Linked DNA regions of Mus musculus: regions 1 and 3 are each linked to region 2. A link is a contact called in public HiChIP or PLAC-seq data. All regions are on one chromosome and are shown on one strand. Each heading gives the region's core, a stretch centred on a gene start, on an enhancer-like site or on the middle of the called end of the contact. The rest is flanking DNA. Distances are from core to core; before and after follow the strand shown.

Region 1 (2,700 bases), core at 173-2,672, 710 kb after region 2:
AAGTCAGCGAGAAACCCTATAGAAAGGCACAGAGCTGGGAGGCTGAGGTGCTGGGTTCAAGTCCATAGCTTATTCCTCTCCCCTTGAGCCACCTGCCACCTCCTTTGTCAACTTCTGTCCCAGGGGAAGGACTTCAGGCCAGACCCAAGCCTATCTATGCCTAGGAAACCCAGGAGCCAGGGGGACAAATCTCCTGAGTGCCAGCAATGAAACATCAGCAGACAGGAGGTGCAGAAAACCACAGTGGTGCCAGGTCAGATGGCTTTCTGGAGGAAGCTCTTACTGGCCATAAGCAGAGGGGAACTGTAGGCATGGGGTGGAAAGTCAAGGTAGATAGGGCTCTCTAGGGGACACAGCCAGTGGGGACACAAGCGTGGTTGCTTAGTGCATTTGAGGTAGCGTTTGGGGACAGAGACTACTCTAGAACCCTGATGTGGTTCTAGAGTTAAGCCACTGAATGTGCACCTTCTGCTGCTGGAGCAAGGAGCAGCAAGTGAACCAGGCATCCCTGACCAGGGCCTCCGCCACTCCACACACTGAACCCTTCTACTGGCCACCCAACAGCCCTTTCCTTCTGTCCAGTGCTTCACAGTACAGGGCCTCCCTGACACCATCTAGAGACCATTGTGTCTACACCTGCATGCCTCCATAGCTACACTGAAGGTATTGTTGCCCCACAAAATTCCAAGGACCCCCCTCAGAAAGAGCTCTGAAGCCACATGAGCCACCCCCATACCCCCAGCACATTCAACCAGGGCTTTCTGGCTCCAGTTCTGCCTTGCCTTCTTCCCACTTGGAGTTCACCCTCCAAGCTCTGCTAAGGAGGTGGACAGGATTTCTGGCTGGGGGCAAAGAGGCAATGTTTCTGGGCCTGGAGATCCCAGAGGAAGAAGCAAAGGAATTGGGATGTTGGTGTGGCGAAGGAAGGATCCCAGGCCCCAGAGGCAGCCCTAACTTCCATAGGAAGCTATGCATCCTGTGGCCCCATAGGGCTTGGCCAGTCCCTAGGAGGGACTTGGTTTTTGCCCTTTCTTACCTACAAGGCTGAGCTGCCATCTTGGTGACACTACCACGCTCCCTCCAACCCAGAGGAGTACCTCTGCCAGGCAAGCCACGGCTCCTGTGGTCTGGCTGGCAGCAGACGGCTGGGGACCAGGCATATCCAAGCCGTAGTCCCCCAAGCCAAAAGGGACCCTCAGCGACAGGCCAAGCTGAGGTGTCAGCTGGCACAGGGGCTCCTCAGGGATCCCCTTCTCTCCTCTACCTCTTCGTCTTCCTCCTTGGAGCCCACTGAAGCCCCGCAAGGGCTGTTCCCAGGTCCCACTGGCATTGACCCAACTGCTGCCTGCGGCCCTGGATGGTCCCCAGGCCAGTCCGCCCATCCTCTAGAACCTCCAGGCCTATTTGAAGAAGATGAATGCCAGGGGTGGGGGAGCTGCCAAGCCTCACCCTGCCATCCTTGGCCAATCCGCCCAGTAATCCTGCTGGATTCAGCCCAGCTGGACAAAGGATTTAGGCCAGGGGAGGGCCCAGCTGCCAGCTCAGAGCAGGCTGCTTCATGAGCCACCAGACTCATGTTTGAGGCTGAGGCAAGGTAACAGGTTAGGCATGGGACCCTCCTGGGACATAAAACAGTGCTTACAAGACCAGGAGTGAGGGCCTCTGTGAGGACACTGCCCCCCAGGAGAGTCTGTCTGTCCACAGGTGTGGTCCTACATGAGGCTGTCTTCCTAACCCTGCCCATCCAGAGCTGGTATCTGTGTCTTTGTTTTGAGCTCTCACTTCCTGCTACTTGAAATCCTTGTACGTATAAGGACTTCCAACTTGATCCCCACTGTGTGGTAGTGAGCTGGTCCACAGATGGGACAAAAAAAGCAGACGCATGCTGTCCCAAACCCCAGGGCCAAGAACCCAGTCCCCTTTGGCTGGAGGCCAGAGCTAAGCCAGCGCAGGGCCAGCTAAGGCTAGGCAAGACAGGACAGACCTTTCTACTTTGACATCCAGTATGGGAAGGAGAATGTAGGTTCCCTGAGCCTTGTGCAGATTCCACTCCAAATCCCAGCCCTTCCCCACCCCCCAGCTGCCTTCTTCCCATGCCCAACAGAACCAAAGCTGTGGGGATATCCCACTACCCAGGGCACATTATCACTGTACTCTGCACCCAAGGCTGGACATATCCGGGTATCCAGATCTCTCATGACAGTCTCCTGACCCAGAGAGGACCCTGATCATCTGCCAGGACACCGGCCACCACTCCACACCAGCCTATGGGGCCACTGAGCATCTAAGACGTGCTCATCACTGCATTCAACTTTGCATGGTTTACTCAGGGCAAGCAGAGACAGGAGAGATGGTTAAGAAAGGGAGGTGGGGTTTCATCTCAGCTTCACCGCCTCTGGATCACGGCACCCCAGCTTCCTCCCTAACCAGGCTTCTGTTTCTGGCAAGGGACAGCTCATCCTGGGAGTCCTTGCCGGGGGAGGGGGGACTCCACATCCAATAGCCACATCACCCTGCTTCACAAAGTAGCCTGGGTACCCCTGTCCAGCCCACCCTCTTGACCCTGGCCTGCCTGTTCATGTGTCCTGGACAACAGGAAGCTCAGCCAGAAGGAATCAGGACCCACTGGGCCAGATCCAATATAATCAACTCACAGCCAAACCCAGGACCCAATTAGGAGCCTTGGCCAGAGGCCTTGCT
Region 2 (2,821 bases), core at 266-2,765:
GAAATCCACCTGCCTCTGCCTCCCGAGTGCTGGGATTAAAGGCATGCGCCACCACGCCCGGCTCCAGAATAACTCTTAACACTAACAAGTTTCTTGCTACTGGGCTGGAGAGATGGCTCAACAGAAAAGAGCTCCAACTGCTCTTGCAGACGCCCTGGGTTCAAGTCCCAGCACCCACATGCTAGCTCATAACTATCTGTAACTCCTCATAACCCCTGGGGAATCCAATGACCTCTTAAGACTTCCATGGGCACCAGGCATGACATGCCTGTGGCGCACATACATACATACATACACACAGGCACAACACTTAAATACATACAATAAATATATCTTAAAAAACAAACCAACTAACCAGAGATTTCTAGCTTTAGGTGTTTGGAGAAGGGTGGCAGGGAGCCTCTACCTAGCTCTCGACACCCTGTTCTCTGGCTGAGTCTTTACTTTTTCAAAGCCCTGAGACCCTTCCCTCTCTCAGGCCGTGCTGTGAGCGCATGGTCCGAGGCTTCTCTCTGGACCATGGGCAGAAAGAAGGGTCTGTCCCCAGAAGGGAACACAGCAGAGGTGCATTCAATCAATGAACTCTGATGGATAAACAGAGGCCCAGAGGCTCAAGGCCCGGAGGCTGGAGCAGCTTGCCTGAATCCACAAACAGCAACTTTCAAGCTTGGTGCCCACACACCTGGGTAGGGAGCCATTGCTATCAGGGCATACTGGCATGCAGTCACGAATGGCTCCACACAGTACCTGGGACCCTGCAGCTGGTCACTCAAGTGACAAACACACCCAAGCATCTACTTAGGAGCTACCAAATCCTGTCTGGGCTCCAGGCATGATGTGGAGGCCGCTAAAATCTCATCTTGGTGGCTACCAACTCAGATCTCGGCCCCTGGGACCAGGCCCATGCCCAAATTCATCTTTCTCGCTCAACCTCAAAATAGATCTCTGCTCCTTATTTACAGATATGGGAACCAAGGTAGTGGGTTGGGGACAGGTGCTCACCACCGTCCAGTCTATAAGTGCCGCCCTCTGCTTTCTGGGACAGCCCTCTCCCTCTGGAAGGCACTGCGGAGCCTGGCTAGAGGACTAGACACCAAAGCCACCAAGGTGGGATAAGGGCACGAGGGGGTCAGGCCACTCAGCCTATCTAAACAGATCGTCTTTCTAGCTCCCGGAAGAGTCACTTCCACGCCCCCCCCTCCCGGGACTTCCCAGGAGTCTCTGCGTTCAAGTGTCTAACCAGGTCCACTGCAAAGTGTCCCTTGGACTGTGGCTCAGGGCAGCTAGGCTCCAGATCCCCGGCTTTCAGCCCAAGAGAGAGGGCGGGGCGCGATGAAGTCGCCGAGGTACAGGAGGGGCGGGAGCGGAGAGGGGAATGGAGCAGAGGTGCTCCGGGCGCCCCAGGTGGTCTTCCCCTTGGCTGACTCTCCAGTCCCCAGACTCACCTGTGCGCGCAACCGAGGGTCGGCCGGGAGGGTGTAGCCTGCAGTGCCGCTGGGTCCCCGCGTCCCGGGGCCGGCCGGTCCCGCCCTCTCTACTTCCTGCGCGGTGGGCGGTCGGGCGAGCGGTCGGGCGGAGCCGGGGCCAGGTGGGCTCCGCCAGCGGCTGCGCGGCCGGAGGGCGGGACGCGCCCTGGGCACCTGCTGCACCACCACCGCCTCACCTGGCCGCGCCGGCTGCGTCACCGCTCTACCTGGGTCCGCCTGCGTTCACGTGACCCGTCTGGTGGTTCGGGCGGGAGTCCGCCCTCGGGTACTGTCTACCCTCCCTCCCGCTCCTACGCCCGCTTCCTTCTGTGCCTCACTCCCAGGTCCGCCGCCTCCTCCAGGAAGCCTTCGGAGAAATCCCGGGCCTGCGGGAACCTGTTTGTTGAAAGAAAGCCCCGCCCTCTGCATTCTTTGCAGCTGGCTGCTTCATGGCAGCCCTGGCCAGGATCTCCCAGAACACCTTTCATGGTTTAACCTATCCACCACAACCTCATTTTACTGAGAACTCTGAAGGCTGGAAATTCTGCTAGCCACACAGATCTGGCCGCGAGTCTCCAGATCTCAGGAAAACAGCTACCAAGTCTATGTAGTGTCCTCAAGAATGAGGAGGTAATAACGACCCCCATGTTTAGGGGGTCAGGCTCCTCATGTGGAAAAGGATGGGGTCTGCACCATTGCCCTCCGAAGTGCTAATCAAACCTGAGATCCCAAGGGTGGCTCTGATCAAGGTGAGAAGAGGAGGGTAGGCAAGAGGCATAGTGAGTGTAAGAGCCAAGAAACGAGGGAACACGTCCAGGAGGGTAGCCTGAGGCGGAGGCACAGAGAACACAGAGCAGGGTGGATTGGAGGCGGAGGCTGGAAGTGCCCAGTTCCCATTGGAGAGTGGGGTCCTCTTAAAGGCAGGGGGGTCAGGACTGGGCTGACACGGCCCTGACCATCCTGACTCTGCCAGGTATGTTTAGTCCAGACTCACCTTCCCCAGGCTGTCCCAGGTTCCTGGGAGCTGGGGTTACAGGCAGACACCATTACAGCTATTTTTTTCTTTTTCTTTTTTTTTTTGATGATGCAACATTGTATTCAGATGGTTTGTTATCCCCAAGACCCCTCAGGGCATGGCCATCAGAGCAGAACCTCAACCACTCTGGGACAAGAAGAGAGACCGTATCTGTTAAAACAGCCACCTCTCGGGCTGATGAAATGGCTCAGCAGTTAAGAGCGCCGACTGTTCTTCCAAAGGTCCTGAGTTCAAATCCCAGCAACCACATGGTGGCTCACAACCAACCGTAACAAAATCTGATGCTCTCTTCTGGAGTGTCTGAAGACAGCTACAGTGT
Region 3 (2,700 bases), core at 68-2,567, 540 kb after region 2:
GAGACTAAAGCCTTGCGATTGGTTCCCATGTCCGGATTCTGAAACTTGGACTCCCTACTCAACTCCAGCAGTCTGGATTTGTTTACCACAGTATCAGAGGTGTAAACACAATATAGAAGACACAGCGTGGACAGGTGGGTTCCAGCACCCAGGCATGCTGCTCTCAAATGGGAGTTACAGTCACAGCCCAATCCTAACCAGGAGATGGGCCATCTGGCCAGTGCCTGCATCCCCTCAGGCTCCATACACCCAGGCAGGGCACAGGGGACATATCAGGGCTAATGTAATTGCCATAGTCAGTGCCCCTCTGTGCCCCAGGCCCTTCCAACAGCCCCACAGGACAGCCCACTCCATTACAGAGCTCGCCTAATTAGGGTAATTAAAATGAAAGTAATCAAAGTAACATAATAGGAAATTTCTTAATAAGCCCTCACCACTGCCGACTGCAAGTTTTGTGCCTTTGTGAATGTCAAGGAGCTGAAGCGAAGGTGGGCTGTACAGGAAATCGAGCCTTGCTGGCTGCACCCACCTTGCTCCCTCAGACCCAGGCTCTCTATATCACAGCTCCATAGAGGGGTGTGTGCAGACTGTATCCCTGGAAGCTATCCCACCCACCCCCAGCAGCCTTGTATCCAGTCCCCAGGGCCCCCAGAGGAGCCAGTGCTCACCCATACCTGTACACTTTGGTGAGGCGAGTTGGGAGGGGCCGCCCAAAGCAGACCCCTCTGCAGTCATATGAAGCTGATTACCCAGCATGCCCTGTAGGGCAGCTGACAAAGCATGGACTGATTCTCAGGCCACAGCCTCTACTTCCTCCTTCTAAAACTGAACCGTATGCCCCCTCCTCAGTCTAGACCTAGCCATCCTCATCAAAGGGCTGGTAGAGCCAGGGCAACCCAGGAAACAGGCTGTGAGCACAGAACTAGATCCTAGCCTACTTGCCCAGTGGGGCCAAGGACTTGGGGCAAATTAGAAGACCATAGGACCCGCAGCGTGGACAGGGGCTGCAGGAAGGGGAGCGAGACCAGGCGTGGTATGGGGTGAAGAATCATCACCCTGTCCAAGGTTGAGTTCTGGGACTCAGAGACAAAGACTGAAACTGTGGGGCAGGGGCTAGCACAAAGCATGGGACAGTTCACCCAAAACCCAGGCACTGTACACTCCTGAGCCTCCCTCCTCCGAGACTTAGATTCTCTCCTCCAAGGCTGCCCCATGAAGCCCAGCGAAACCTTGCCTCCTTCCCTTGCCCTCCCCACTGCCTGAGCAGGTCTGGCCACTAGAGGGCATAGCTGAGCAGCCAGGCAGCTTTGGGATGTTGACACTCTCCCTGGAAACTGGCCTTGCCTGTTCTGTGTCTACTGTGTTGGGCCTGTGTCTCTAAAGGCCCAGAGCCCCTGGGGATGACCAGCAGCTTCACCCACCACCCCCAACCTGGGGCCTAATAAGGAATTTGAGTCATCAGAACCTTCCCATGTCCAGAGCCTTCCCATGTCCAGACCTGGCTGGTTCGGCTTGTGAGTGTGAGCAGGGTATTGCATGTGTATATGTGTCTGTCACGGAGGACTTGTTGGGGCCAAGAGTAGTTAACCTGGGGTCAGATGGCAGGGTTAGAAGACAGACTTGTTCTAGAGTCTTTCTCTGAGCTGATTATGGGTTGTTTGTGCTCCCCACCATGGGTTGTCTGGTAGTGCTCTCCAGTGTGGGTGGTCTGGTAGTGCTCCCCACCATAGGTTATCTGGTAGTGCTCCCCACCATGGGTTGTCTGGTTGTGCTCCCCAACATGGGTTGTCTGGCAGTGCTCTCCAGTGTGGGTTGTCTGGTAGTGCTCCCCACCATGGGTTGTCTGGTTGTGCTCCCCACCATGGGTTGTCTGGTAGTGCTCCCCACCATGGGTTGTCTGGTAGTGCTCCCCACCATGGGTTGTCTGGTAGTGCTCTCCAGTGTGGGTTGTCTGGTAGTGCTCTCCAGTGTGGGTTGTCTGGTAGTGCTCCCCACCATGGGTTGTCTGGTAGTGCTCCCCACCATGGGTTGTCTGGTAGTGCTCTCCACCATGGGTTGTCTGGTAGTGCTCCCCATCATGGGTTGTCTGGTAGTGCTCTCCAGTGTGGGTGGTCTGGTTGTGCTCCCCACCATGGGTTGTCTGGTAGTGCTCCCCACCATGGGTTGTCTGGTAGTGCTCCCCACCATAGGTTGTCTGGTAGTGCTCTCCACCCTGCTCCAGACCTGGCAGGCACTTCTTGACCTTAACCCTCAGCCTGCATCACCCAGGCATGAGCAGGTGGGGGTGTAGTGCTGGGTTGGAGTTCTGAGACACTTTTTTCCTGGAGGTAGATGGAGCCAGGTGTTCTAGAGCCTGCCCTGACCCCTGATCTCTTAAGCATTCAGTTCTCCCCCCACCCCCCAACTTGAACACCAAAACCCTCTTAGGCTGACCTGAGTAGGCGGGGTCCCATCCCACTCGACAGGGAAGGAAACCAAGGCTCAAGAGAAAAGTAACTTGAAACCCAACAGGTTCTAGCAGAGCCCACGCCCAGCTATGGAGACTGCCTGCTGAGAGAGTGCCACTAATATCTCTTCAGTGGCCAGGTCTCAGGTTCCACACAGCAGGGTCTGCACAGATTCTGAGGACTCCGGGGCCATGCTCAAGCTGAACGTGACAACTCAGACACTAACTTCAATTCCCTTCCTGCAGGTACCCAG

Evidence for each region. HiChIP or PLAC-seq counts read pairs in DNA pulled down with a chosen protein or histone mark.
Region 1: a contact with region 2 is called in an RNA polymerase II HiChIP or PLAC-seq map of embryonic stem cells, with 6 read pairs. The contact joins the promoter of Plch2 here to the promoter of Arhgef16 in region 2. A contact is called at or near these places in 2 of 115 datasets of contacts at active chromatin or transcription factors (both in embryonic stem cells).
Region 3: an H3K27ac HiChIP or PLAC-seq map of embryonic stem cells shows a contact between it and region 2, with 6 times the contacts expected there. The contact joins the promoter of Ttc34 here to the promoter of Arhgef16 in region 2. A contact is called at or near these places in 5 of 39 promoter capture datasets (cranial neural crest, embryonic stem cells, frontonasal cranial neural crest and 2 more), 1 of 15 datasets of contacts at CTCF or cohesin (embryonic stem cells), 1 of 484 Hi-C or Micro-C datasets (embryonic stem cells), 13 of 115 datasets of contacts at active chromatin or transcription factors (craniofacial prominence, embryonic basal ganglia, embryonic forebrain and 9 more) and 2 of 9 other capture datasets (adipose tissue and embryonic stem cells).

What each region holds. Positions count from the first base shown.
Region 1 is chr4:155,009,603-155,012,302 of GRCm38.p6, forward strand. It overlaps Plch2 (phospholipase C, eta 2), which reads right to left and starts at 1,423. Exons shown (of 22, transcript NM_001113360.3): 1 at 1,037-1,423. The coding sequence starts at 1,382.
Region 2 is chr4:154,298,380-154,301,200 of GRCm38.p6, forward strand. It overlaps Arhgef16 (Rho guanine nucleotide exchange factor (GEF) 16), which reads right to left and starts at 1,516. Exons shown (of 15, transcript NM_001112744.1): 1 at 1,446-1,516. It overlaps Gm52687 (predicted gene, 52687), which reads left to right and starts at 1,265. Exons shown (of 3, transcript NR_168682.1): 1 at 1,265-1,346; 2 at 1,811-2,096; 3 at 2,588-2,821.
Region 3 is chr4:154,836,099-154,838,798 of GRCm38.p6, forward strand. It overlaps Ttc34 (tetratricopeptide repeat domain 34), which reads left to right and starts at 1,318. Exons shown (of 9, transcript NM_172878.4): 1 at 1,318-1,514; 2 at 2,693-2,700.